Regions from separate parts of the Gossypium hirsutum genome. Here region 2 is linked to region 1. Evidence: chromatin contacts called from public Hi-C data. All regions are on one chromosome and are shown on one strand. Each heading gives the region's core, a stretch centred on a gene start, on an enhancer-like site or on the middle of the called end of the contact. The rest is flanking DNA. Distances are from core to core; before and after follow the strand shown.

Region 1 (6,071 bases), core at 1,476-3,975:
GTTTGTAAGAGAAGGAGAATCTGCCCTAGAATTTCATTGTTTTGCATATCATTCAAAAACTGGACCTGTTCCCCTCTTACCAGAAACGATATTTAAAAGTTATAGCAAAAGACCTTATTTCTCAAGAAAAATGTAGTTTTAGAAGGTATATGAAGAAAGCTAAAAGACATTGAAAAGTCATTTCCAGCTTTGAGTACCGTTTCTCCTTGTACATCTCCTAGCAATCAGTGTAACATCTACAATTTGTTTTCCAATAGTTGCTTGGAAATTATGAAAGCCTGATTAGCAGTTAAGGAAATGCTTCAAATTGAAAGACCGAGAAGTCAACAACAATAATGAATTAGTTAAAAAATGAGATAAGAACTTCTCATGCCACAAAATGCTGGAATTGATAGTTCCATACAGGATACTCCCTTGGACAACTGGAAGCAAATAGGGATCAAGCTGCAGCCACAGAACCAAAAAAAAAAGGGTAGTTAGCAAGTACAGACTTAAATGACAGAATACTGCTGCATGAAATTGGAAAGCTACTCAGAAAGAAGACTAACCTTCTTGTCTATAAGTGCTTCCAACATATAACTGTTCCAAAGAAATCTAGGTTCTGCCTGTGGCAAACATTTTGGGGGACAAGGAAAAGTCCCTTTACTTAGTGACTTAGTGGCAATGAAGAATTAAATGGAAATATCAATGAAAATTTAACACTGCACTTCTAGAGGCTACCATAAAAGCAAAGCTGTTTGAGATCAGTGGCAGATCATCTAATAATCTTACAATTAGAAAATAAGGGGAGCAATATTTGTATCAATTACTTTAAAAATGAACCATTTACCTGTCTCCATAGAGGAAGCATTTTGGACTCATTTCCCAGATCATATAATCGCTGAGTACTGTAGTGCACCAAATCATATAACCCTTACTTTCAACTTAAATAGAATATTCAAAGTGAATATAAAAAAAAGATTTGCAAAATGAAAAAGGGGTGTGTGTGTGTGTGTGTAATTGTTAATATCTCCTGAAGGCCTATAAACTTATACTTAGCAATTATCAGTACAAATACAAGGCTGATTTGGTAGTGTGGACTGTGGAGACTTTAAGTAAACTGCTTTGGATGGAAGTTTTGCATTGAGAAGACATTACTCAAAAAGCAGTTGTGCACAGAAAATCTGTTTCGGCTGAGATGTATTCTTTTTTAGAAAGAAATTTGTTCTAACTATGCATATATACAGAGGTCTAATTTGATACAACAGTTCACCTCAGTGTTAAATTGGTGTCATAAGAGAAATAGAGTCCAGTAGTCCTCTCTGCAACTTTTAGCAGCCGAGAAAATTCATTCTCCACCTTTTTCTGCCGAAGTTGGTATAAAAGATTCTTGTGTTAAACAATTAATAATCAGCTTTCTAGAAGAAAAAGTGAGGAAACAGCCAATATACCTGTTCCGGAGTAGAGTTTTTAACAGAATGAACACAGGGAAGAACCTTCAAGGATATAACTTTGAAGATGGGATGCCCCAAGTAAGATCCAACACATTTTCTCTCAGTTATAACAAATAAATAAGACCCTAAACATAAAATTTAACACTTTAAAATTATAGGAGAAACCACAGGGCCAATTCAGACAAGAGAATACAAAGAAAAAGAAAAGAAAACTAATTTCAACTCCATTTGATATTCTAGATCCGTATGCCAAAACTGCTCTAATCAGGCACTACAGTTTCACTGATCAATTAGGTCCCGGTTTTTTTTTTTTTCATTTCATGAAACTGCCTTAAGAAATTATCAAGATGAACAAAAGCTACAACCATTTGTCTGAATTAACCAACTGAACAGAGAATAAAGGAAAATCAGAAATTTATCATACCCGCTACAAGTTTTAGCATTCCAACTACTCCAAAAATCATTTGAATCTTAGGAACACGGAAAGAGCTGCATTCTGGAATACTATCTAAAAAAGAGATAAATAGGTCCAGTAAATCAGCAAGCAAATATTGAAAAGGGAGGCATAGAATGATAGACAAGATAAAAACAACCCACCAATGAGCTTCATTGAGGCATCAACAAGACTAATCGAAAGGGAGGAGGAAGCAGAAGAGCCATCGGTGGGTTCGATCACATATTCATCAGGGAATTCCCATAACCGCATCCTTGTATATAGCTTTTGGACTGGCTCAGCCTTCTCCTTCATTATTGGAGTTATATTTCACAAAAAAAAATCATAAAAGTAAAACAAAAAAGGAATCAAATTTGCCAAGTATCCAAGTAGGTAGAATTGGACGAAGGTGAAGGGAGAAAAGGAATAGTAAAAATTGGCTATTGCAGGCAGCCAAAGAGACAACAGAGATTAGGAAAAGGAAAAGAGGAGTAAAGGCAAGAGTTGAAGTGATGCAGCGATGAATGTTGTTGTTGGATAGGATTTTGCGGTTGTGGCAAATAAAAGATAGGCGGAGGAGGGAGGGAGGGACGGCGAGTATGCTCAACAAGTCAACCCTCGGCCTACAGTTTAACTATATCAGCTGATAGATGGTGGTGAGGTGGGCAGGACACTGAGATTGACATGGCTCAACTGGTAACATTATCTCTTTCCCTCCAATTCTATCATCAAATTCAGAGCTGGAGACTGAGTTTTTCAAAAAGGGCTGCTAAGGAGAAGATGGTAGAGCTCCAGACACGCAAATCTTCTATCTAGAATTCTATGCCCGCCTTTGTTTGGAGTTGACCAGTTGCCGATTTTCAAATGATATTTTTTTTGGTGAAAAAAAGGGAAATAATAATATTAAAAATAGGTCAAAAGTCTGCCCCCAGCCTATACTATTATTTTAGTCACTATACATTAAACTTTTATTTAAATTATTAATTATTATAATTTATTGTTAAATTAATCATAATTTAGATAAAATATATCATATCCAACTTATTTATTCATGATCAAATTCTACCCATAAAAAAAAATCCAACCATCCCTTAAAAAGTTAATGTGTTTTTGAACTATTACGTGACTGAACAAAATTCGAACACGATGGTTGGGTTTTTTTATGGATCATGTCAAATTATGGGTAAATCAATTGTTAGTGATATATTTTGTTTAAATTTTTAGTAATTTAACAATAAATTATAAGGAAGTCAAGATTTTTGGATAAATTTTAATATATAAAAACTAATTTGATGCATTTTTAGTAGAAGAACTAAAAGAAACTTTACATAATAGAGACTCTTGGTAGACTTTGACCAATAAAAAATTATGTAATCTGTCATATTATTGTATTTATTAAAATATGGATAAATTATACCCAAAGTCACTAAACTATTAGTAAGTTTACATTTTGGTCATTCAACTTCAAAAGGTTACAAAGTTGTCACTTACCTATTTAAATGTTTTCATTTAAGTCCACTAAACTATCCAAAAGTTTTTATTTAAGTCACGGAGCTGTTAAGTTAAAAATAATAATTTGACTAGCAAGCTCCAAGTGACGATTCGATAACCAGTACAATAGATCAATACCTATTAAAAAGTAGAATAATATACCTTAGGTCTAAGTCGATTTGATGGCCAGAACCGAAGATCGAAGAAGAAAACTGTTTGAATTTTAGTTTGTAGATTCATGATAGTCAAAGTTGTTTCATAAAAAAAATTAAATTGTAAAAAAAGGGGGGGGAATGAGAGCTTTTGATTGGTACAAGTGATATGAACATAAAATATCATACAACAACGATTTTAATATCCAGTGACTGAAATTAGAATTTTCGAATAGCTTAGTAACTATTTTCTATTTTTTTTAAGTTGACTTATTAGAATATAAACTTACTAATAATTTAGTGACTTTAGATATAATTTACCCTAAAAATATAGTCATGTCACTAATAATATAAAAAAATAATTGCAAAAAATAGTTATAACCTAAAGTTATATAATAAATGTTTCTTTTTCAAAAAATAATAAATGTTCTTTTCCCCAAAATGTAAGAATTTTTAATATTATAAAAAAAACATCTATGTTATGCATGCTAATAAGTGGATATTCAACCTTTCATTTCTTATAGTCCCTTTCCTATTTATGTATTATAAAATAAAAAATCTAATGTATATGAATATATATAATAGAAAATAAGAGAAATGTAATAAAAATCCTTCTTATTCTCATTCTTTACATAATTATTATTATTTTATAATAACACTTCTGGAATAGAAATTTAAGAGGATTTAAAGTCATCTAAAATTAAGGAATTTTAAAAATTCTGATTTTATTTTGTAAAAGTTGAAATTCAATTTAAAATTTTGATAGTATTCTTACAAATTAGATGTCCCGTTCGAAATCCGTCGTTGGTCGGTTTTATACTGTATAGATGGGCTAAATTGGTTATATATATGTCATATTTTGCATTTTAGGTCGATTTCTGTAATTTTAGAGAAATAGATCGATTTTGGAGAGAGTTTGTAAAAATACATCCAGTTGGAAGTGTTTTCTGCATGGTTGGCAGGAAAGCATGCACGTTTTCCCTTTAAGATGTATTTTCTGATTTATTTTAACAAAATAAATTGTTCGATGCTTAAATGTTAGAGATTTTGTTTTTTAATTTTGAGTTTGATTCATTTCCTACTCACATTTGTATTTTTTATTTCATGTTGTTCTAGGCTTTTTTATTTTTAATTAATATTTTTAATACATTAGCTCATTGGGTTAAATGATTTCATTTTAAAATTCTAGGTTCAATTCCTCTTCTAAGCACATTTGTAATTTTTATTTCATCATGTTTAAAGCTTTTTTTTATTTTTAATTATAAAATAAAATAATAAATATGTAATTATATAATAAAAATCAACTAATTTTGTTGTTATATCTTTATTTATATATAAGATTTATTTTCTCCCTGTATATTGTGGGTATGATGATTTCTAATATTATAAAATGAAATAATTATTTCAAATATAATTACAAATGTGTTTAGAAGATGAATTGAATTGAACCTAAGACTTAAGAATGAAATCATTATTATTAAACCATTTAACCAAATAAGTTAATATGTTGAAAATATTAATTAAAAATAAAAAAAAAAGTTTAGAACAACATGAAATAAAAAATACAAATGTGAGTAAGAGAGGAATCAAACCCGAGACTAAAAAATAAAACAACTAACATTTAGCCATATAATCGAAGGAACTAACAATACTAAAAAAATTTTAAAAAAATGCGTCTTAAAGGGAAAATGCGCCCGATTAGGCACATTTTCCTGTCAACTGTGCAAAAAACACTTTTTAGCTTAATGCGTTTTAATACTCTCTCTCCAAAATAAACCTACTTCCCTAAATATCACAAAAATTGACTTAAAATGCAATTTTTTTTGAACGACGTATATAGCCAATTGACTGATGAATATAGGAGTCGAACTGGGCTTATATATATGTGTGCACGAGAGAGGGAGGGAGGGAGGGAAGGGGGGAGAGAGAGAATTCATTCATTCATTCCATGAATGGGATCATACAATTTGGTGAAACAAACAACAAACAACAAACAGCCGCCGTTGGTGGTCAAGGACAAAACTTCATCAACACGATAAAGGCTTTAGCCTCAACATCAATAGAACATTACATCATGTTGACAACTGACTTTGTCATAACTCAAGTATGACATATCTGGAGTGATTGCAAGCACCTATCATGATAAGGAAACCAACATTGGATGTGATTGGAAGCACCTATCATGATAATGAAACCAACATTGGATGGTCCAAAGAGGCGGCCAAAATCGACAAAAGAACCGAGTATCCACCAAATTGGAGAGGATGGTGACAAAACCATTCTTAAAAGCACTTGCAAAAGCAAGACTACATGCATAAGTAAGACCAAAAAACTTGTAGAAGACAAGACAATAACTTTCAAAATGGAATAAGCAATGAAAAACAAACAAAAAAAATAACTTAAGACAACACATGTCCAAATCGACTCGTGAAATCATTTATTATTCTGAAATAGTCTCCAAATAGAAACAAATTAAGAAGCCAAAAAAGAGCCACCATATGTGTATCCACAACCAACCCACTTTCCAAGAGAAACTGTTGGTGGCTGGTGAAGGTTTAACCA
Region 2 (5,620 bases), core at 1,755-4,254, 150 kb after region 1:
TTATGAATCAAAACTTGCATTAAATGGCAACACTGCAGCATTTACCAGCTAAGTCACTGTCTCTCTCTGAGTCTTACACCTGTAGAAGGAAAAGTAAACACCGACCGGTGAGTTTTCTCCAAAATAAAGTGAAACATCTTCCTTTAAGGGAAGTCCGCAATGTCAAACTGTCAACCTATTTGTTGTTATACTCCCATGGTATGGACTCACCCCTGCTCTTGCAGAGATGCAGTGAAGACAATGTCTTCAGAAATCAAAATTTCCACAATTATCATACATATTACATGCAATTATTTAAGTAGCTAATGTACGAGAACCCACTAATAGAACAAAGAAAAATTCCATAATCTTATGCAGGCAACCATATATAATATTAAGCAGTTTTTATTTCTAATACTAAATCACTTCAGACATCAAATGATCAAATTATTGATGGATATAAGGCACATCAATCACATCATATTTCTGCTGACCACAATCCTCGCATAATTCAGCATGTAAAAGCCACTACTTAGCTACTGACCTGTTGCATTGAGCTCGAGATGCATAATTGTGATTGTTGCATTTTGCACACATCCAATCTCCACTACGCCATTGTTTTGCGCTGATAAACGATGTTAAAAAATTTGTAGCTTTAAAAAGCAATCCTGTGAATCTCATGAAAAATATCATATTTGCTAGACATATGACTCAGCATCTAGATGCAAAAAACGGAAGATAAACCTGATTGGATACTACATTCAAGCCTACAACCAATAAGAGGCAAGAGAACTTTAAATAGCAATCTAGAAGCAAACAACACCGATTTCAGGACCAGTTCCAGTAGCTAAAAATCATTTACAATATCTAACAAGATTAAGGGACTGGAAAAAAATATCATTGCCATATGTTGACAAAGGAGTTAAGTATCATCTAACTCATGAAATGAATCACTTTGTCCAAGATATACAACAAGCATGTAATAAGGGGTCAACATAATAAAAAATTACCCTTTTCCAAGAAGAGTTGTTGCAGCTTGAGGAGGAAACGGAATGGGTGCTGGCCAATTTGAAGCCACAGCAGGATTTATACTGGGATAGGAAGGATATGCTCCAGGTTTTGGGTCACTGGTGGCTCCTACCATTTGGTCAAATCCAGGATACAGTTGTTCGTCCTTGCCCTGAAAACCCAAAAAAGGGGACACAGTAGTTCAGTAGTTAAAAAATTAAAACCCTGCTGGAAAATAACAATAATTATAAATACCACAACAGAACTGATTACTTACATTTCCTAAATTTAATCTTTTATGATCCCAATCATGTACAAATTCTTCAGATGCTAATCGCTTAGTTCCAAGTGCTATATAACCCAAAAAAGGAAAATGAGAAAGAGGCAAAGACTAAGTTACTAGTAGTACAAAAAAAAAAACCATCATATCAGAATATAAGCATTAAAAGCAAAACAAAGCAAATGAATGTACCTGGTGGTATGGATGCATTGCAATTTTTGCACTGCAAAAACAGCCGATTGGATCAGAAAAATAACATGGAATATTTTGTAGAATTCGTAATGAGTAAAAAGAAGAAAGCTGAATCCAGTTTAGGCAGCAAGATAAGACCTGTGAACGTGAAGAGTAATTATGGAAGCCACAGTTGCAAATCCAGTCACCATTTCGCCATCCCTTTGGAACAGAAAGGGGCTGATTACCAGGATTTGCATATGCCCCAGGAGATTGGTTTCCAGCAACAGGCCATGTTGGTGCTGACTGAAGTCCACAATTATCAGCCCCTCCCACAGACCAATTGGAACTCAAAGGAAGGAACTGTTGGGGAGCACCACTGCCTACAAATCCAACATTCATCTTTTGCTCCAGTGCTCCTAGGGCCCTTGCAAAATAATGTGAATAGGTTGGGAGAGAAGCTCCAGGCATTGCAATTGCTGGCATTGCTGCAATCTCCTTTGGTTGCCCGCACTTTTTGCACTTCTCTCTTGATGCATAATTGTTGTTAGTGCAAGCTATTGATCCATTGCCACACACACCCCAACCCACAATGCAGCCACGAAGAGGACAAGGAAGCCAAGCACACGCACACCAACCAGTTCATCCCATACCAAAGTAAACATACAAAAAACACAAACCACTCAACCTAATTGATACTGATTTCCTAACCTCAACTTCGCAAAGCACATATCACTATATTTCATTTAACATGTTACATTCATAAACATACAACAGCCAAAAGTTATGCTTTCGAAATGGCAACTCTGTCAACAATTACCATAAAACCAGCTGTTTTACCACGAATTAACATAAGTAAAGCAGAAAAAAGTTCAATAAAACTCTCCCCAAGTCATTGTTTAAAGACAACCCATCGTAAATCTTTAATTAGGCAAAGGAAATATGGAATTTTGACAAGCCCTTTGTTCTATCTCAGCTAATGAAATTCCAACTATTATCAAAGCTAATAACACAGATAAACTCCAGAACCCAACTTTTGATGTATAGTCTTAAATTGAATAATTGAATCAACCAACATGAGTAATAAGAGGAAATAATAAGGAAAAAAAGCCCAAGAAAAGAGAAAGAAGTATAAACTGACCAGTGCAGATCCAATCACCAATACGAGGAAGCCATTTGGAATCAGCAGGAGTTTTGGTGTCAACGAGAAGACGAGGCTGCTTACATCTGTTACAGAAGGATCTAAAGGCATAGTTCCTGTTCTTGCATCCACTGCACTCCCAGTCTCCTTCTCTCCCTTCTCCCATTCCTTCCCCTCCCCTATTAATCGTTTGTTTATGTACAAATCAAAAGAATAATAAGAGCTTGTTGCTTGGGAAGCAGGAGAAAGTAAGAGGGGAGGTCGGGGGCACCCTGTAGAAATTTGAAAAATGAAAATTGCTGCAAATTGTGAAAGTCTTGGGAGTTGGGATCGATGGAGCGCAACAAATATCAAAGAATGTGGTGAAAGAAAGTTCTTCGTCAGACAAGGCAGGGCCTAAAGACCGAGAGAGATGAGGGCCATCAGGCTAATTTCTACTCTTACTTGGGATTAAAATTAAGCCTCTATTGTTGTAAGGTGCTTGCTTATGTGGGCTTTCTTTAGGCTTCAGGGTACAGGCCCATCTTTTCTCGGCTCAAATATCACCATGCATTGCAAGGTTATCAAGATTCTCGACTCAAAAACTATGGCTTCAGCGTCAACCTTGTTTCAAGATCAGGGCAGTGAGTAGTACTGATATATGGAGGTGTTATACACGTTAGTCAAACACATATTTAGAATGATAAATAAATTTTAAAACAGATTTAGAATGAGTTTAATTTAAGCTCAATCCATATATTATCAATCTAGATAATCATCTCAATGTTCTTATTTTTAGGAATTAATCATGTTTCGTTAGCTAGGACAAGTTATCTCCCTAATCTTTTTTTTTTATTTTAAACCATTCTTACTTCACATTAATATCTAAACAAATAATTTTTTAAAAAAATAAATTTTCATTATAAATCAAAGAAAATGGTGGTGTTAAATGTTTCACTACATCCCACGTCTCAATCCATTACCAAAAACAAAACAAATGAACAAACTTTTTCAAAGAAAAAAACCAGCAAACGAACAGACACCATTAAAACAAATAACAGCACCTTCCTTCAATTCCGATGAAAACCCAATCAGATCTCTCCGTGGCAGCGCCCCATATTATCCTTGCGTATGCACTCTGACAGATCAAGAGGAAAGGAACTTTGGAGACCAAATGGAGGTAAAAATGATAGGCATCTCCAAAACTAACTGTCGACCTTCATCTTCGAAAAACCCAGCGCTGCAAATCTCTAAAAAAATAGTTTTTTACTGGGTAAACTACCAAAATAGTCACTTTTTTTGCTCAAATTACATTTTAGTCACTTATGTTTGAAATGTTACGTTTTAGTCACTTATGTTATCACGTTGTAACATTTTAGTCACTGAGCCGTTAGTTTCTGTTAACGGTGTAACAGTAAACTGATGTGGCACATTAAATCATTATTTCAAACAAAAATTCTAAGTTAATTTATACAATCGGTCCCCATATTTTTTCGTTTAGAGCAATTTAATTTTTTTCTTTTATGTTTTTTTTAACTTTCTTTCTTTTCCATTCTCTTATGTTTCTCCCTTTGTTTTACTCCCTTCTCCATTTCTTTCAACGTAGTTTTTCTATGTTTTTTTTGAACAATTTAATTTTTTTCGAGTGAGACAAGCTTGTGGACTAGTTACAAATGGAAAGCATAGAAAAACTATGTTCAAAGAAATGAAAAAGGGGGGGAATAGAGGGAGAAGCATAAGAGAATGAAAAAAAAAGTTAAAAGAACATATAAAAGAAAATTTTTAAATTGTTGAAAATGAAAAAATATAGGGACCAATTGTAGAATTTAACCTAAAATTTTCATTTGAAATGATGATTTAATGTGCCACAACAACTTACCATTACACCATTGTCGATAATTAACGACTCAATGACTAAAATGTTACAACACAATAACGTAAGTGACTAAAACGTAACATTTCAAACATAAGTGACTAAAATGTAACCTAAGACAAACAGAAGTGACAATTTTAGCAGTTTACCCATTTTTTAATGCATTTAAAAGTTATGTCATATCTAATAATCATATCCAACAATTACACACTTTGTGTAATACACACAAATTTATTTAAAAAAAGTAAGGCATCGCTCATAAAACCCAATTACGCGAAATATTATCATTTATAAATTATTACTACAGTTTAAACAAGTTCTTCATCCCAATTTTCATGCCTTTGGGTGGGAAATAAAATTTGGTAAACTATAAAAATAGTCACTTCACTATGCTTTTGGTTTTATTTTAAGCATCCAACAATTAATTTTTCAAAATTAAATATTTTAATCACTCTTCCATTAATTGTCAGAGAAAATTGACTTGACTTTTATTTATTAGCCTAATAATAAATTTAACCCTCAATTTGATATTAAAGTTTTAAAAAATCAATGTTTATAAAAATTTTTATTTAAATTTTAAAAAATTCAATAAAATTAACCTTCAACATTTACAAAATCTATCAATTTAATATTAAAAGCTTTAAAAATATTTTTAGATAAAAATGATTAAAAAAAAACTGGATTCAAATCTACTAAACCCTCTTGTTAATACCAAAAGTAATAAAATTGATAAATTTATCATAATATGGATTAAATGAGGTTTGGTGTTAGTATTTTTATGGTTTGGTTGTAGGTAATTGGGATTGAAATGCGTGTGTGCAACATTCCTTTTCAAGGAATAAATGGACAATGAAACTGTACAAAAAGAGTAAAACCTCTTATTTTCTTTGGTTTTCCATCACCTTTTTTATTCTAATTTATCATTATATACTTTATTTACATGGAATCACAGTGGCACCAATTTAGTAATCTTAATTTATCTTGAGGGACTTAAGACCTAAAATAAGTCAGTTCGTGTTTAAGATAAGAATATATCTACATTTTCGTTCACTTAACTAACTAGGCTTAATTGATGCAATTAAATTTTACATTTGCTATTAATTATATTAGTTTAATGAAGAGTTCAAGTGCATAATTTGATTTACTACTTTGAGAATTTACTTCTATTACGTATTTATTTAGTTTTTTT

What was found. Hi-C and Micro-C count contacts between places; a contact is called where the count stands out from the background.
Region 2: a Hi-C map of leaf shows a contact between it and region 1, with 1.9 times the contacts expected there. The contact joins the promoter of LOC107914260 here to the promoter of LOC107914255 in region 1. A contact is called at or near these places in 2 of 34 Hi-C or Micro-C datasets (hypocotyl and leaf).

What each region holds. Positions count from the first base shown.
Region 1 is chrD10:11,567,354-11,573,424 of Gossypium_hirsutum_v2.1, forward strand. It overlaps LOC107914255 (phosphoinositide phosphatase SAC6), which reads right to left and starts at 2,726. Exons shown (of 20, transcript XM_016843116.2): 1 at 2,031-2,726; 2 at 1,858-1,941; 3 at 1,431-1,558; 4 at 1,253-1,344; 5 at 830-887; 6 at 549-605; 7 at 411-444; 8 at 198-278. The coding sequence starts at 2,181.
Region 2 is chrD10:11,713,407-11,719,026 of Gossypium_hirsutum_v2.1, forward strand. It overlaps LOC107914260, which reads right to left and starts at 3,005. Exons shown (of 11, transcript XR_005919677.1): 1 at 2,580-3,005; 2 at 1,598-1,995; 3 at 1,460-1,490; 4 at 1,265-1,338; 5 at 990-1,159; 6 at 524-604; 7 at 1-79.